2 separate regions of the Sus scrofa genome follow, and region 2 is linked to region 1. The links are chromatin contacts, called in public HiChIP or PLAC-seq maps. All regions are on one chromosome and are shown on one strand. Each heading gives the region's core, a stretch centred on a gene start, on an enhancer-like site or on the middle of the called end of the contact. The rest is flanking DNA. Distances are from core to core; before and after follow the strand shown. Region 1 holds the start of DNTTIP2 (deoxynucleotidyltransferase terminal interacting protein 2). Region 2 holds the start of CCDC18 (coiled-coil domain-containing protein 18).

Region 1 (5,005 bases), core at 1,700-4,199:
TCCCGTCGTGGCGCAGTGGTTGACGAATCCGACTAGGAACCATGAGGTTGCGGGTTCAGTCCCTGGCCTTGCTCAGTGGGTTAACCATCCGGCGTTGCCGTGAGCTGTGGTGTGGGTTGCAGACACGGCTCGGATCCAGCGTTGCTGTGGCTCTGGAGTAGGCTGGTGGCTGCAGCTCCGATTGGACCCCTAGCCTGGGAACCTCCGTGTGCCATGGGAGCGGCCCTAGAAAAGGTAAAAAGACCAAAAATAAATAAATAAATAAATAAAAAAGAAAACTTACAGTTTAGATTTTGTGCTATTTAGTAAGTTGTCTTCATCACTAAACTCATTATCTTTATTTCTGTCGTGGTCTGATGGTTCTTCTTCACTTTCTTCCTCTTCCTCCTCATCTTCCTCCTCCTCCTCTTCTTCCTCAGTGACAACCTCACTGGCCTTGTCTTCTTCATTCAGGTAAAAATTTTTATCAGCACTCAATCCAGGAGTTGTGTCAATTACAAACAAAGCACTGCCATGTGATGTAGTTTCTGAGTCTCCATTTAATGATTCCTTTTGACCACTATTTTCAACAAAACAGATAGTGTCCTCTTCATCCTCACTGCTTTCCGACTGCTGGCTTTCATCACTGCTGAGAACTAATAAAACCGAATCATCTTTATCCTGAGATGCGTTGAGTTCAGGATTACGCAGTTTGGCATCACACTCAAAATCCACATCCCTTTCTTCGTCCATGTCTTGGCTGTCACCTGTAACTGTGCACTCTTCATCACCGCCACCAAGTTCTGTCCAGTCGCTTGTTTTTATGGTGCTCTTTCTTCCTTCATCGCATCTGTCCACTTCCACAACTGCAAATGTGTGAGCTAATGATTTCATTACAGCCTCACAGTTCAGATTTGAGGGCTCTGATGTGGTTTTGTTATTTTCGGGGGTGGAATGCCTTTGAGAAACTAACTGCTGAAGGCTGGTGTCCTGCAGTTCAGGAAGATTCAACTGAGAATCTTTCTCATTAATTTCTTTTCCCTCATCTATTGGTTCTTTGGCTTCTTCATCTGAACTCTCACAATTCCGCTTTGTTATGTGTTTGAGAGGTGAAACGTTTTCCTGTTCTTCCTCATTTATATTAACACTTGGGTGTTTTTGTGCAATTAATGTTTTTCCTGAATTTCCGAAGAAGGGATCCTCATCAAGGTCATTATAAATTTCATTATTATAGAGATTCGGCTTATTGATCTGAGAAAGCGACCTTGCTAGTAAACGACAAGAAGTTCGTCTGGTTTCTGAATCCTTGGAATTCACAGGTGTATCTACGCCTTGCTTTTCATTTCCTGCTACAATCATAGTATCATTCTCCTCAGTTTGTGCCTGTAATCTCCTCTGCATACTCCTTGTTGTCCTCCTCGCTGCAATTCCAGAAAAGGAAGAAACCTCTGAGCATGATGACTCAGCATCAGAAACAGCTTCCATGTATGATTCTTGGCTTGGACCTGTTAGGGACTTAGCCTTGCTTCCTCTGGTTTGTGTAGCTATCACTGTGGGACGCACAATTCTAGAAATACCTGACGCATGAGATTCTGCTTCAGAGACTTCTTCCTCAGTATGAGACTCATTTACTGGAGTTACTTTCGGTCTTTTCCTTACACTGGAAACTGGGGTGCCTGTAACTAAGATCTGCCTTCTCCTGGTTATTCTGAAAATGGGATCCTGGACCTCGGACACAGAAGAACAAGTTGACTCTGCTTCAGAGATCTCTCCATCAGTAGGTTTGTTCATTTCTGGTAATGAGCCTGTAGTTCTGCTCTTCCTCTTCCTGGCTGAAGGAGCTGGACTTTGTTTCTTAGTGGTCTGTGATTCAGCAGTACTTGGGTCATCAGATGGAGACTCCTTCCTGCCTTTTGGATGTGCTTGAATTCTTTTTGCAGAATCCTGTAAGCCAGTGAAAATACACTGTAATTTGGGAAGGGCTGGGACAAGAGCAAAGTGAGTGAGGCACTCCCCTCAGAAGCAGATTTCAAGAGGACACTAAAAAACTCAGCAAGATTAATGCCAAACAGTAATAACCACCAGCACCACGCACAACTAAAAAAACCCAAACAATACCTAAATACTAAATCTGACTCTGCATTTGTAGGCCCTGCCTCTCTAGCATCACCTAAGTCCTGGATCTGACTTTAGGAAACAAAACAACTGAAAAAGAGAAAATTTTTTCCATTCAAAGTCACCTAATGCTAGGTGGACCTACATTCCGACACATACAGGGAAAGAGGGAAGAAAGGGGATTTTAACTCTGATTAAAGATGTGTTTAGGAACACACATCGATGGAATCGGTGGCTGCTCTTACCTTTTCATAGTGAAGTGAATTAATGTAGCCTTCCCTTCATCGCAGCATCAGAAGCTGCGAAAGACCAGCGTCACTGAGTCACCAGGTGACGTCACCGCAGCCCTCCCCACGCCTAAAGGAGGTACTGTGGGGGCACGGCCAGCTTTCTTCCGTGAAAACGGTGCCTTCTCCAATCCAACTAATTAGGCTCACGCTTGGTGGCTTAAACGAATCCTCCTTGGCACGCTGCTAGCAGTAAGGTTAAAAGGCCTGAGCTGTACAGCTGTATTACTGAGCTAAACTACCCAAAGCAAGTTACCCAACCTCTCTATGGAATCAGGCCATGCATTGCCTTCAAGACCTTAGTGAGACCTAAAATGAAGTGCCATGCTCAGCGCCCGGCCCGGTCAGCAGACGCGCGCTGCCAGCTCGGGCCCCTTCGGTCGCTCCTCCCCACGCTTGGCGGGCCCCCTGCGCCGCCCCCCCCCCCCCGAGCACCGCTCTGCGAGGCAGCGAGGAGAAATGAGGGAGCCGTGCGATCTCTTACCTTCGGTTGGGAGCTTTCAGCTGACGTGGCTTGGAGCCCGGCCTGAGGCCGCGCAGACCTGGTGACCACCATCTTCCCGGCGCGCGGCCCCCGCGGCTCCGGCGCCCCGGAAGTGCGTCAGAGGTGCGCCTCGCTCGCGTCTTCCCGCGAGACTCCAGGAACTCGGGGGCAATCTCGTAGCACCTCTGCCCTTCCGACTAGGCTGAGGCGATCGGGGAACCCGGGGATCCCCAAGGACTCGGGACAGACCTTCGTGCGGGCGGTGAAACTCGCGGTGGCTTAGGGCCCTCGTTCCTGTTTGACACGAACGAATTGGAAAATAGCACCTTCTGGCCCACTCCGTCCATCCTCTCATTCGGCAAAGTCTAGGTGTAGCCACGGGCATGGCCGAAGGATACGTTTGCATTATTTATAATACCTTTTTTTTTTTTTTTTAAAGTATACTCTTGTATTACTTGTGAAGTTAAATATAAAAGAAATACAATTTAAAGACTTGGTTGGGGTAAAAGATGTATATGTTAAATACCCAGGAACTCGGAGACTAATTAGGGAGCTATATAATTAAAGGTGAGATGGTGAGTAGGAATTGGGAATAAGCAGAATAAAAGGTTAAGTTGTAGAGCGATTTTAAAAAAAAAGTTTTTGTGGTGATAGGGAAAGAATGATCAGAATCAAGAGAAGGTTTTGTTTTGTTTTGTTTTCCTTTTTTGTCTTTGGTCTTTTTTAGGGCCGCACCCGTGCATATGGAGGTTCCGAGGCTACGGGTGGAATCTGAGCTACACCTGCCGGCCTACACCACAGCTCAGGGCAACGCAGGATCCTTAACTCTCGGGGCGAGGCCAGGGATGGAACCCGAAACCTCATGGTTCCTTTGTCAGATTCATTTCCGCTGCCCCACAAGGGGAACTCCAAGAGAAGCTTTTTTATTTTTCTTTGACGTGAAGGGTGAAAAGCTAGAATATGTTTGAGGGTAATGAAAAGGGATTGAATGGAGTTCCCGTGGTGGCTCAATGGTTAGCGAATCTGACTAGAAACCATGAGATTGAGGGTTCGATCCCTGGCCTCGCTCAGTGGGTTAAGGATCCAGTGGGTTAAGGATCCGGCGTTGCCGTGAGCTGTGGTGTAGGTCGCAGACGCGGCTCGGATCCCGCGTTGCTGTGGCTCTGGTGTAGGCCGGTGGATACAGCTCCGATAAGACCCCTAGCCTGGGAGTGGCCCTAGAAAAGACAAAAAAAAGGGGGGGGGGATTGAAGAAGTAAGTAAACATGTTGGAGGTGAGAAAGAATGAGTGCCTCATAAAATCTTTTTTCCTTTACTTTAGAACAGAAAACTTTTTTTTTTTAAGTTAGAAAGTATAGAATTTTCAGTGGGCACATTGCCATTCAGCTAAATAGTTGCCCTTGGCAGCCAGATATGGCTAAGTTTTGGCTAATTACAGATCGATTAAGTGTTGTTTAGTTCTTTAGGGACATCTTAAAAGAGAGGAGGTCCTCCTTGCCTTCTTTAGCATCATTTCACTCCCTAGGAAGTTGTGTCTCCTGGTTTTCAAGCAGCAGTCTTGTGCCATGAAGATTAGGGCCATGCTTTAAGGTTAGCAGAGCAGTGACAAAAAGACATGGATTCCTGATTTGTTGCACAGCTATCAGTCCTAAATGGCCTAATTTAAAAGATTTTCATCAATAGAAACACCTCTTTTTAAACCACTGTTATTTGGGGGCAGTCTTATGTCCTGCAGGCGAGCCTAATCTGAGCTAAAGAATGGAATAAAAAATTGGGCTGTGGGGATTAGCTACAGAAGAATGCTCTTTCCTTTGAGGCAAGGGGGAAGGGTTGATAGCTGAAGCAGAGAGAATGTAAATGCAGGGAAATTTAAGTGGTGAGGAGAGGATTTGAGGTAGATGCCATCAGTCTCTAAGTAGGTGATTCATCTGCTCAGAAGGATGAAAAAACTTTAGATGGATTTTATGGGGAATTGATAAGGAGCAAAACCAAGGAATTTCAGTACAGCCAGGCAGCGGTGAGATTATATAAGAGAACAGAAGACAGCTAAGAAGAGCAGGTGGAATGGGCAGAGGAAGGAAAGTGAACCATCTGGAGGTGCGTAGTGGGGATGAAAGCAGCAGAGACAACAGCAGCAATC
Region 2 (5,018 bases), core at 1,305-3,804, 620 kb before region 1:
TGGCAATGCCAGATCCTTAATCCACTGAGCAGAGCCAGGGAGCAAACCCAAGTCCTCACGGATACTAGTCGGGTTCATTACCACTGAGCCATGACGGGAACTCCCTCCTTGACATTTTAAAAACTAAGACAAGGAGTTCCCGTCGTGGCACAGTGGTTAACGAATCCAACTAGGAACCATGAGGTTGCGGGTTCGGTCCCCGGCCTTGCTCAGTGGGTTAACGATCTGGCGTTGCCGTGAGCTGTGGTGTAGGTTGCAGACGCGGCTCGGATCCCGCGTTGCTGTGGCTCTGGCGTAGGCCGGTGGCTACAGCTCCGATTCAACCCCTAGCCTGGGAACCTCCATATGCCGCGGGAGCGGCCCAAGAAATAGCAACAACAACAACAACAATAACAACAACAACAACAAAAAAAAAACTAAGACAAAACCCAGTAGCTTGTAGTTAGTGGATAATCATGGAGTCAGAAAATGCAAACAAAGAACTGAAGATGATCTCTATCCTACAAACCCTTCCAACACTGTCTAGGACTACAGACATTTAATGATTTTACTTCTCTCCTCAATCAAAACATTTAAATTTAAACAATTTAAGTAGAATGGTTTAGTGGAAAAGTCTTTCAAAGAGTGATTAAAGGTGCAAAGTATAAACCTAGATGATACCAGCTAGGTAACTCTGTAAGTATAAATGCAAAAAAATCTAACATTTATTGAATATTTACTATGTGTCAGGGATGGTGGATGAACACTTGTTAGCTCACAGTTTCAAATCAACTCTTAACCATTATCTCTACACAAGTGTGGAGTTAAGAAACTTATTCAAGCTAACAGTTAAGAGACAGGATTTCAACGCAGGCATTTTTTCTCTACAGTTGGGGCTCTTAATTGTAAGAGGTCAATAGTTTAAAATAGATTTCTTTCCCAATGCTTTGTTAAATACTGATGAATTTTGAACATTAAAATTGTTTTCTCATCTAGACTATTTATCTAACCCCATAGTTGGTTTCCTTACCTCTAACACTGCTCCTTAAATCTATCCTCCAACTGTAAAACATTTTTTACTGTTAGCACGCTGCCTAATCCTCAATGGCCCTTATGTAGAACAAGGTCAAAGCTACTTAGTATGGTGCACAAGCTTAAGATTTATGAGCCATGATCTAGCCTCCTAACCTCTTCAACCTTTTTCTTCTACTCCCACCCTAGACTTTACAGTCTTAAAGGTCCAACAAAAACTCAACACTTGTAGTGTCCACTACATATTGCCCACTGCTAAAACACTCACACTATGCATTTTCAGAACTCTCTCTTCCTTCTGTTCCTTTTCTTGAAATGCCCCTTCTTTCTTGCATTCCTGCTTCACTTAAGCATCTTTCTAAATTCAAATTTATTCTTCTTCAGGAAACCTTTTCTGAAACCCCAGAGAAGAAGCCCTCCTCCCACAGCAGCTATACCATACCTTATTGATACTACTTGTTTATGAACCAGTAACCCTTAAATATTAAGATCCTTGAAAAGGGATCTTTCTTTTGTCCCCTCCCCTGTGTCCGTGCCTCCATTCACTCGTTACTGGCACAGGGTAACATGTAAAGTTCAGTAAATTAACTTTTCAACTGGACTGGAAATCAAGAAATGTTGAGTTCCAGCCCGTTTTGCTAACTATGTGACTTTAGATACTTTACTCTCTATGCCTACCTTATACATCTATATATAAATAATCTAATTCTAAAGTTCCTTCTGATGAAAATTCTAAATAACTTTTAAAAACTCTACATGTGACAATATCTGTTACTGAAAGATTCTCTATATCAACCATAGAAAATTAACATTAAAAATTAGGTAGCCTGTATAAAAATTGAAAGATGAACTACACCAAGGCTGCTGTTTTTTTTTTTTGTTTTTTTTTTTCCAGTGCTACCTAGAAACATCGAAATCAGCTGTACTGGAGCTAACAAGATTTCTCCTAAGAAAGTACCCTCTACCAGAATGACTACATAGATTAAGGTAACTCCCTGTAACATTATGTAGACACTAAAAAGAAAACAATATGGGAGAAACGCTTAGAATGCTGACGAAAAGTTATAAAGTTCTAATAAACAATTAGATCCTATTTGGTTTTTAAATGATGGTTATATAACGGAGAAGGCAATGTACCATTAAACACATCAGTAACTCCTTTCAAAATATCCTCAAATAAGATTTAGTGAAAAATCACAGGGTCACAATTCAAAAATCCTTGAAGAAGTAATGACAGCGTAGACTCACAAAGCCGGATTTGGGTGAGGATGGTGGAAGTGATTAAAAAAGTGTCATCGTCTCGTCCAATGATTAAGAAGAACGTGTATTAGACCTGTATTGTGAAATCCGCCGTACTGGAGCGTGTACTGGCTAGAAAAACCTCAGGTGAATTATAAAACACAAAGAAAAACCGCCGACATCACCGGGGCTGGCCTCCTTCCGACCGGAGGAAAGGGGAGAGGGCGGGAGTCGATTCTAGGTCCCGCCTAACTTCCCGGTCCCCGGCGCGGCCAGGACCTCGCCTCCGCGCCTGCGCAGAGCTGCCCGGCTCCCCCCGCGGCCCTCGCCTCACCCCCCGCGGCTCCCCGGCTTCCTACGCCGGTGAGAGGCGACGACGTGCGGCGGGGCGAACGGAAGGAGGCTGGCTGCCCTCTGCACCTACTTGGTACTCGATCTCCAGCGAGGCCTTCAGGGGCATGGGCTGGTAGAAACACTCCTTCTGGCCGGCGGGAAGGGTGAACGTGAAGTCGCTGTCCAAGGAGGGCGTGAAGCCGGCCGCCGCGGGCAGCAGCAGAGCGGCCCAGAGGACCCCCGGGAAGGGCAGCCGGATCTTGTCGCCCATGCCTGCCGGGGCGGTCTCGGGCCGGAAGAGGCGTGGGAAGGGTGGGCTAGTGACGCCTGCGCCCCGCTTCGCCTCCCCGGGCTCCTCGTGGGCGGCGGGGAAAGCTGGAGCCTGAAGGAGGTCCGGGAGCCGGCCGCGGTGGAGGCGTGCTCCTCGGACGAGGAAGCGCCGGCCTGGGGAGCGTAGGCGCTGAGGGCGGGGCCAGCAGTCCTTTTCCACACCCTCCTCGGTCTCGGCGCCTCCAGCCCCGCGGGAGCGCGGCCCGCTTGACTCCCAGAAGACCGCAGCCTCCCATGGCTGCCCTCACACCAATGGGCGTCGTGGCGGTAGCTGTGGGAAATGTAGTTCAGGGAGCGAGCTCGGCCTCGCTCGCAGACCACAATTCCCGACAGGCCTCGGGGCCCGCGCGGGGGCGGGGCTGCGGCGGGGCGTCGCCAACGGCTCCCGCGGCGGTTCGAACGCGACGCCGCCGGGGTTCGCTGGTGTCCCGCGTGCAGTGTCGGGGGTTCCACGCTCTGGGTCCGGGAGAGGGGCGAGGTTTCCGAGCGCAGACGGGTGCGCCGGCGTCGGTGGGTCTCCCAACTGCGGCTTGGGTGGCGAGCGGCCTGCCGGAGGGGGTTGTGTTCCTTCCCCTCTGGTCCCCTGAGGCGCTTCTCCTGGGCCTCGCCCTTGCGCTTGAGCTGCTGCTCTGCAGGGTTGTGTTTTAGGTGAAGAGAGATGGAAAAGCAAGCTGTCGAGTTTTCCTCCGCTTGTTCCAGATGAACGAAGGACGCGTTTGTGTCAGATTGAGCGTTCTTGTCACAGCACGGTGCCCTCTCGGGTCACGGCCCCCTTGCAAAACGGGGAAGCCTTTTCGACCCCAGTCTCTGGTTTTACATCCCGGGAGTGAAGTGAACACTTGTGCTTCGGGGCCGTGGGTGTGCGTGGATATAGCCACAAACGCACCGTTATTTGGGCCGAAAGGCGTCAAGGCCTGGAGGTAGCATGATGTGCTTTTCCAAGATAGACTTGAAGGGGGGCAGACGCTTTATTTGAAGACAATAGAGAGCTCAGTCTGAAAACGAAAATATATTTGAACTTCAGACGTTTTCATTGATAACTTCAGAAGGGTTAGAGAATTCTTACATTAAAATGTATACAAGATGTTGGACATAAACCTGACTTAGTTGAAACATAAAATCGAATAGCATTGTAGAATTTGCCCAAATTTTCTTTACCCTTTTTACCTTCACTATCCTGTAGGGAACTAGAGATATTGAAAAGAAAAAGCAGCATGGGGACCTGATCCATTGACTTTTGTTTGGGAGCGTCTGTTTAAGCGGAAGCAAATTTGTGGAAACCAAAGAGGAAAGAGGAGAGAAACATTTTCTCTGCTAAGATTATAATAGCAGTTCATTTAAGTTTCTGCCACAGTTCCCTCTAATAAGGTGAGAGTTTTCTTTTTAATCTTCCTCCCTACATCTCAGAAATTTTGAATGAGGAACAATTTGTCGTATTATTTCAGCTAGGTTAGGGGAAGGAAGGACACTTTGGTGATCATCATTTATTTATTCCCTGAAAATACTGAGTTTGTCTAAGCACCTTAGAGTCCTGCACAAGATAACAGAGGACTCCTAACCTTTTGGAGCTTGAGATGTGGTCAGAATTCTAGAAGGGTGATGAAAGAGATGCTTCAATGACAAAGGTAAATGGGATCTGAAAGAGAAATGTAATTTTAAGATTATGCAAAAAGATGTATAGGAGTAGTAGAGATTATCAAACTTTCATCTTAATTGTATTATTATTAATGATATGTTTTAATACACAATAACTACACGTTAATTATTAACAATAACATGTGGTACTTTATTGCACATTTTATGTGCACAAGTACTTAGTAGGGAATTTCACAACCCTAGAGATAACATCAGTTGAAACAAAAGCTTATCTTTATATGTTTCTATGAGTTAGCCCGCTACATGCCATTTTGATCTCTGGTTGTGATGTGAATATGAGTGTGTGGTTTTTAAATTTTATAGCCATAGAAAATGGGAAAAGGGGGTAACCTTTATCTGGTAATTACCTTTAAGAAAATGTGAATGACTGTAGTGATATCAGTCTTGTCAGATGTATAGAATTTGTAACCTGATTATGTATGTTCTATCAGTTTATATTGGAATTAATG

The links. HiChIP or PLAC-seq counts read pairs in DNA pulled down with a chosen protein or histone mark.
Region 2: an H3K27ac HiChIP or PLAC-seq map of alveolar macrophages shows a contact between it and region 1. The contact joins the promoter of CCDC18 here to the promoter of DNTTIP2 in region 1. A contact is called at or near these places in 2 of 5 promoter capture datasets (fetal liver and liver) and 1 of 2 datasets of contacts at active chromatin or transcription factors (alveolar macrophages).

The regions. Positions count from the first base shown.
Region 1 is chr4:123,392,715-123,397,719 of Sscrofa11.1, reverse strand. DNTTIP2 (deoxynucleotidyltransferase terminal interacting protein 2) reads right to left here and starts at 2,949. Exons shown (of 7, transcript NM_001243674.1): 1 at 2,866-2,949; 2 at 284-1,923. The coding sequence starts at 2,937.
Region 2 is chr4:124,007,827-124,012,844 of Sscrofa11.1, reverse strand. It overlaps CCDC18 (coiled-coil domain-containing protein 18), which reads left to right and starts at 2,554. Exons shown (of 32, transcript XM_021090190.1): 1 at 2,554-2,677; 2 at 4,097-4,281. It overlaps TMED5 (transmembrane p24 trafficking protein 5), which reads right to left and starts at 3,020. Exons shown (of 4, transcript NM_001243695.1): 1 at 2,675-3,020. The coding sequence starts at 2,854.